Regions from separate parts of the Mus musculus genome. Here region 1 is linked to region 2. A link is a contact called in public Hi-C data. All regions are on one chromosome and are shown on one strand. The core of a region is the stretch at or near the end of the contact, and the rest is flanking DNA. Distances in the headings are between cores, read along the strand shown. Region 1 has its middle 160 kb from the start of Mir6352. Region 2 has its middle 11 kb from the start of Gm32622.

The links. A called contact is a pair of places that touch in the nucleus more often than the background predicts.
Region 1: a Hi-C map of uterus shows a contact between it and region 2, with 3 times the contacts expected there. The contact joins two enhancer-like sites. A contact is called at or near these places in 2 of 484 Hi-C or Micro-C datasets (cranial neural crest and uterus) and 1 of 9 other capture datasets (embryonic stem cells).

What each region holds. Positions count from the first base shown.
Region 1 is chr1:77,335,628-77,339,268 of GRCm38.p6, reverse strand. No RefSeq gene overlaps it. Among named protein-coding and RNA genes, the nearest start is that of Mir6352, 160 kb to the left of the region's middle. Within about 2 kb of position 2,103, at least 8 of the 459 cell types and tissues checked have an H3K27ac peak or open chromatin away from gene starts, as enhancers often do.
Region 2 is chr1:75,924,190-75,927,636 of GRCm38.p6, reverse strand. No RefSeq gene overlaps it. Among named protein-coding and RNA genes, the nearest start is that of Gm32622, 11 kb to the left of the region's middle. Within about 2 kb of position 1,621, at least 50 of the 459 cell types and tissues checked have an H3K27ac peak or open chromatin away from gene starts, as enhancers often do.

The sequences.
Region 1 (3,641 bases), core at 854-3,353, 1.4 Mb before region 2:
TGGGAGATAGAGAGGAGAGCATCAAAAACTCAAGGGCACCCTTAGCTACATAGTATATCCAGGGGCAGCCTGGGCTACATAACACTCTCACTTAGCAAACAGTACAAGCAAACAACAAATAAAAAAGACAGACAGAAAGAAAGAAACAAAGAGACAAAGAAACAAAGAAAGACAAGAGGGGGAGAAGTAGAGAATGGTGCTTTTCATAAGCTAAAATGTATCTGGCTTACTGACATTTTTAAACTTTAAATTTCATACTTAGGTCACCACAGTAATGTGATTTTCTGGTTTCTTTCCTAAATAGTTTTCCTCTTATACAAATCAATTAAATTTACTAAGATAGTATAAGGATCTAGACTTGTTGTTGTTGTTTTGAAAGATCTATCTTGCTCCATTTTAAAGTGATTTTTTAAAAAAACTCTGCAACAAAGACTGGGCTCCCTTTTTAAGAAACTGGCCAGCACAAGTAAATAAACCTCGATAAATGAACTTATCCAGGGTCAGATGTGTTTCTGGAAAAAAAAAAAAAACAAGAAAAAAAATCACATGGAAAATTATGCACTCTTCCTGCTTTTTGTAAACTGCAAATCAGCATCAATCATGCTGTCTTGATTGGCTCTCGATTCCTAGCGATGTGACTGGCAAAGCTTACTCGGGCTTCAGCATGGCTAAGAGCAATCACCGGTGGATAAAAACCAGCCAGTCTTTTGAAGGCAGGCATCTGAGAGCACTTGGTAAAACCAGGCGGTCCTGGGCTCAGGTCAGAGTTTGCCTTTCCGGCAAGGAGGGCCTCTGCCTTCATTCAGTGACATTGTCCATGGACCAGGGGTCTGCAGTACACAAAACAGATATGTTTTCCTTATAGGTCTGGCTAGCAACTCTTGTCTTTCATTATAGAGACAAGTTTATTGATTCTGAGACAAGCCAAGTTCCCAGTTCCACTTGTGTTTGAATTCCTGGGCTGCAGCTGAGGCTGTCTGCAAGCATGAAGGGAACCACGACCAACTGGCTGTTGTTCAGATAGGTTGCAGGGAGCAAAAATCTCCTTTTAAATAACGTCGGCAGAACAAATAGAAAAGCCCCTCAGCTTTTGAACGAGTGCTTTTTCTAATCATGGGGGCCATGGGTAGGAAGGGTACTCAGTCATCAACTGGCCTTAATAAGAACTAAACAAGGAAACAACAATGTATTCCTACAGCTTAGAAATATATGTATGCTTTTATGTATGTAAAGTTCAGAATCTCTCTCTCTCTGAATCCTCAGGCCTCCCTCCCCCCATCTTAGAGCTAGGCTTATAGGTTTCTGCAGGATGCCCATCCAGGATCTTAACTCTGGTTGTCACAGTTGTACAATAAATACGTTTGACCATTGAGCCTTCTATCGCGTCATCTTTCCAAATATCTGTAGGAGAACATCTTCTTTATTAACTACTTATTGCAACACTGAACAAGATTCTATTTCTCCTGTATGCAAATTATTCCTTCTACTCAGCATCCTCCGGGCCTCCCAGGAGCCCCTTGCCTAGGGTGCTGTCTTCTCCCTTCTGAAAACTCTTTGAATAGATAGCTATAGTTTCCTCTCAGCTTTACAAAGGCTTGGGTGGAATGACAAGGTCAAGAGCTGGGCCCAATTTTAATACTCATTCATTGTACCCCATAGTAGAAGTACTCCCTGAATATTGTATTATCTTCCCGAGCTACGTTCCACAGTGCAGTGGTAGTGAACAGAAACCACTAAGATTCACACCAAGTTGAGTCAAAGCCATGGTCTGACTGTGCTTGAGCTTGTGGAATTCTTTACTTCTCACCCAAAGCAGCCGTTATTCGGCAAGAATGTGTTCAATGCAACAACATAAAGAAAAACAACCTTTACTTGCATTGAAACTTCTGTCACAGGGACTGGTAGAGAAATAAAGATGGCGTACACAAGACAGGCGTTAAAACCGACAAGAGCGAAGCTTACAAATAAACAGTGGCTAATATCCCCCAGCGCAGAGCCCTGCAGCCTGGGTGATTTAACACAGCCCTCCTGACTGTTCTGCATTGGAAGTGGAGGGGAAGGAAAGGGATGCATTCCATTCCACAGCCTCAGAGAGCTAAGCACGGGGTTTAGAAGTCATTTTATGGTTGAGAAACTATGCAGAGACCCCAAGATCCAGAGCACTGAGTGGGAGGATGGGGCCATGAAGCTGTCTTGGATTGTTGTTAAACATGTAAATGTTGACTGGTGACTTACAAGGTTCCTAGACTCTGGCTGCTGGGAGAGAAGCTGCAAGTGACCCCGGGGACGCATTAGCTCTTTACACAAACAAGAGGAGCAAGTGGACCCATAACTGGAGACACAAAGATTAGAACTATTTTCAAAAGCACAACTACCTTAGCTTCCGCCAGGGTTGGTTTCATAATCTCTTTGTCACAGAGTTATAGAAATATATGTAATTAAGTGAGACCAATGGGATAAAGGAAAGGGGACTTCTACATTCGGTGGCACTGTTCTGAACTCCGATTCCAACAGTGGAAGCACAATGAGGAACAATGTAATTTTCTTTGAAGAAGCATTTATTTGTTTTCTTCAATCTTGTAGGTACAACGGAGATGGTGCTAGAGCTTAAAACAGACAAACGGCCAATTAAAAACATACTCTCTATTAAGTAGGGAAAGTAAATAATTGTGACCAATGTGAATGGCTACAGTCAATGTCTGGTTCCGGTATGTTATATGTAAGCGCTGCCTGAAATCTCTACCTGAGATAGTGAGATCAGATGTGGATTCATGTGACATTTTCTCTATTATAGTATCTTATTTTATAAAGTCTTATCTGACACTGTTTTATTTTAAAATGGGGAAGAGAGTAAAGCCAGCAATTCTACCTCCAAAATGTTATTAGGGAAAAAAAACAGCTTGCCACATTTCTTACCATGTACTAATATAACAAGTTTGGTTTCTTGGATTTTGATCAATGGCACAGGGCAAATAGCTCAGAAAATGTAGAAGAGCTGACTTATTGATTGATGAGGTCATTGAATGGCTGAGGTGGGAGCTTTCTAGCCATACTGAAAAGGTAGCTTTGATACTGTCTGTTTTGTTTTGGTCAGGGGGAGGTTAAAAACATTTAGATGTAATTAAGCAAGGCTCAATTAAGAGAAGGTCACTCCAAGATGCATCCCCTACTGTTTCTCTCCTCTGTTTTATTTCTGGTTAATCAGTGGTAGGAAATAGAGGTAGATAGAAAATCAGCCATGACAACCATCCAGAAGGCTCTGTTGAAATATGTCCCTCTGAACTTTAACTAACTGTAGATTTGACTATGTATCAACAAACATACTTCCCATCAAGTTTATGAGTATGCGTGCTAAATAAGTGTGCCATCATATGCATCCCCCAAACCAAGACTTCTGTAGAGACTTACATTACTATGTCTAATTCTACTGTCCTATTCTTCTTTTGGACCCTAATTATTCAGTATAACTTGTTTGTACAGTAAGGAAGAAAGTGGTGCAGGAGAAAGAAAAGTTATAACAAATAAGATGCTAAGACTAAATTCAAATTAGACAGGACTATATAGATTGGAGGGAAAACTATGATGAAGACCGAGGGGCCGGATCTGTGGATAAAGTGCTTGGTGCATAAGTATGAAGACCT
Region 2 (3,447 bases), core at 372-2,871:
GTATAGATTCTCGTGTCAGCTCCCCCTTGCCTCAGGTTGCATCTGTACGTTTATCTCTGTCATTCAATACGTACTACAGTCTTTCTTTTTCATTGTCCACCGCAAGAGCACATCCAGTTTGCACGCACGTTTGGATAGTTTGTTTATCCTCCTGGGTAGTTTCCAATATTTTTACTATTCTGAAGTAATAATCTGGAACATTTATCTTGCTGAACAAATGCACGGGCTTCCCTTGAAGAAAGACTTTGGAGTATAAAAACTTGAATACTGTGCAGGTGGGTGCATTTATCTCTAAATACTCCTGTGCAATGATCCTCTTTGGTGACCATGCCAACCTACACTCTTACCAACTCCATATGAGTTTACTTGACCCACATCTTTGCCCAATGTTAATATTGTTAGACTTTTATCATTTTAGCCAACCTACTTGCAGGTGAGTAGCAGTGTCTTATTATGGTTTTGATTAGTGTTTCTTATCTAGGACTGTTCCACTTCAAATACTGATGTGGGTGCCTGACAGGGGCCACAGGGTCTCTCCAGTCACATGGGTTGCGTCCCCTGGCACTAGTAAACAGCCTTGCAGACAGTCAATAGACTAGGACTAAAGTCAACACATTCTTACTATGGAGACCTAACAGGAATTGCAGTCTTGGGGGACTTCAGCACAACTCTGACCCTCTGAGGAGGGAATGAGCTAGAAGAGACTACGGAGCATGCACTGTGCCCATGTATGTAAATCACATGTAAAAGGCAGAAAGCAGACCCTCAAGCTATGATGCTCTGCAGCTGCCGTGCCTACCTGTCTCCACTCCAGAGAATGCCGGAACACCCAGGAGGCAGCAGGCAGGGTTCAACAAGGGTAAGGTTTTACTCTTGTCTTTAATCTGGTACCATGGGGACACTGGACCCTCACCCTTGGGATGTCCATAAAATATAAAAATCGGGGTTTCTTTGTTTGGCTCTTTCTTAATTGATTATCCATTTGTGTTCAAATAAATGAGGCTTCTTCTGGCTAGTGGTTAACTTAGAATCAGACAGTGGGAAGGCGTTACTGTCTATGGCACCTGTCACAGGCATAGGAAAGGCATCGTTGGTGTCCTGAAAATGTGCCTGATGAAAGCTAATATATGACCCAGAATCAGTAATCAGAAAGGAGGCTTTGAATCTCACTCATCTTAAGATTTGGGCCAAGTAACTTCTCTGTGAACTGATTTTTTTCCCATCTATATCAACTGGAGTTGAACCACTTTGAGGAAGGTCGGTGTCAAGGTCTAGTTCTCCCAATCTGTGACTTCCCTTCAACCTTAGTGCCTGGCTTTGCTAAGATACAAAAGCATCCACTCCCGGGTAGAGCAATGAGACCTGGGCCAGTTCCCGCCACACATCCAAGATGATAGAAAGCCCGACCCAGATTCTGCACTGGCTAATTGAGCATTAAGACACAACAAGGGCTCTATTGCGGCATAATAATGCATGCCTGGCTGATTTATTAAGCATCTAACTTAAAAGCGCATTGTTCTGCAAGGCCCCGTAGCTTAGGCAGCGCTCCATGGAAAACACTTGCGGTGAGGCTGCTGTAGTGTTCAGATCCTGTTACATCCCATAACTTCCAACTTCCCAGTCCCTAGGCTGCAGCCTTCAGCTCCCTTCCTGCCCTTTTCAGAAGCCTGACAGCCTGGGTCTGGCTCTCACCTCTTTGCAGAGCTGTGGCGCCCCCTGTCGGCACTGAGTTTTTCTTAGATTCTAACTATGCAGCAAAGGGAGGAGGGATTGACGGCTTTCTCTAACTCAGATGAAGCCAGGCAGAAGGCAAACGAAGAGAAAGAACCCCACAACCTGCCCCCTTGGCCAGCCTAATTTTACTCAGAGCACTTCTCTCTGGCTCCCATGTTTATGTTTATTTAAGCTCCACTCGTGTACAACGATAACAAAGCCTATGTTTTGTTCTCTATTGGAATTTCGGCTCCCTGCTTGGCATGAAGGAGGCACCTGGTAATATTTTCCCCGAAAGAATCATTTATTCATTCCATGAGTGGTGATGTCAGGTGGTAGCAACAGTCTCCAAGCAGAAGAAAGCAGGGTAAAGAGGATGGCGTGCCAAAAGTAAGTTTTGCTATTTCAGATGAAGTGATTAGGGAGTGGGGAGAGCTCTCGATAAAGATCCACAAACAGAAACAAAGAAAATAAGAAAATGTGTCACTCAAAGTTGTAGGGGAAGAATATTCTAGATTGAACCCAGCCAGTTTCAAGGCCCAAGTGAGAGCGTGACGAATTTGCAGGGGCCCATGGGCCTGAAGCATAGCACGAGAGCAGAAGGCAAGAGGGTTGAGAGGTATCTAAGGCCAAATCTCTAAAAGGGACAGGAGCTTGCCAGGCATGGACCAGATCCAACCCCGTGCCCTTTGTGGTAATGTGCCGGGTTATAGCCGTGCTGTGCCTTACCTTATCCTCCATGGCTTTGCTCATGCTACAGCAGATGAGCACACAGACACCAGGCCGGCAAAGGCCAAAATAGTCGCTGTCCAGCCCCTGCCCTCAGTCATCAGAGACCACTGTCAAGACTTCAGCTCTTCTCAGAAGAACAATGGGAAGCCACTAGAGGCCCAGACACTGAGCAGAAGGTTGACACACTCAGACTCACAACTTAAAAGGATCAGAGTTGCTTCTGAGGGAAATAAGAATTGTAGGGGTAGAAGCTGAAAAGTCAGTTAAGAGGTGAGAAATGGAAGTAGATTCGGCTAGAAATATTATCAGATTAGGAGATACACACCCCAGAAGCCCCTGTAACCTGCACTGCGTTTCTTTGCTTTTATGGATTCTAGCCTGGAGCTTCTGGGTTTATATGGGAGAGCTAAGAAGTCATCTGAAAAACTACAGTGTTGTTTCATTTCCATTTCTTTTCTACATCAGGAAGGAAGCCATGGCTATGATGCTAAATGTTGCAGAGAACAAGCAGCCATTTCTAATGATCTTTTGCTAATCATTCTAGGCTTGAGCTAGGGTCAAGACAAGACATTGGTTTATGTGCCAGTTCCTGGCAGCTTTCCTCATTGAAGCAGACAGACATTCAACTGGTTGGGGTTGGGGGGCACTTGGATTTAGGTCTGAGGGGGTTGAGTGCAGGTCAGGACATCAGCAAAGGCTTCAAGCTACAATTATGAATCAAACATTCCAGAGGAAGCTGAGGACCAGGGGACAATGTAATGACAATGGGAAATACCCAAAAGAAAGTATAAGGGTCGCACATCCTTACACATCCTTGCCCTCAGCCCAGCAATCAGCATGACTCAGGTAAAGCCTCACCTCCCATCATTCCTTGATGCAACACATACAGAGGCTGCCAGGTAGATGAGACATGTTTCCCTGTCATCTTGGTTCTCAATGGGTTTGATTTGGTTTGGTTTGGTTTGGGGGGTTGGTTTTTAGTTTGGGGTTTGCTTTGGGTAT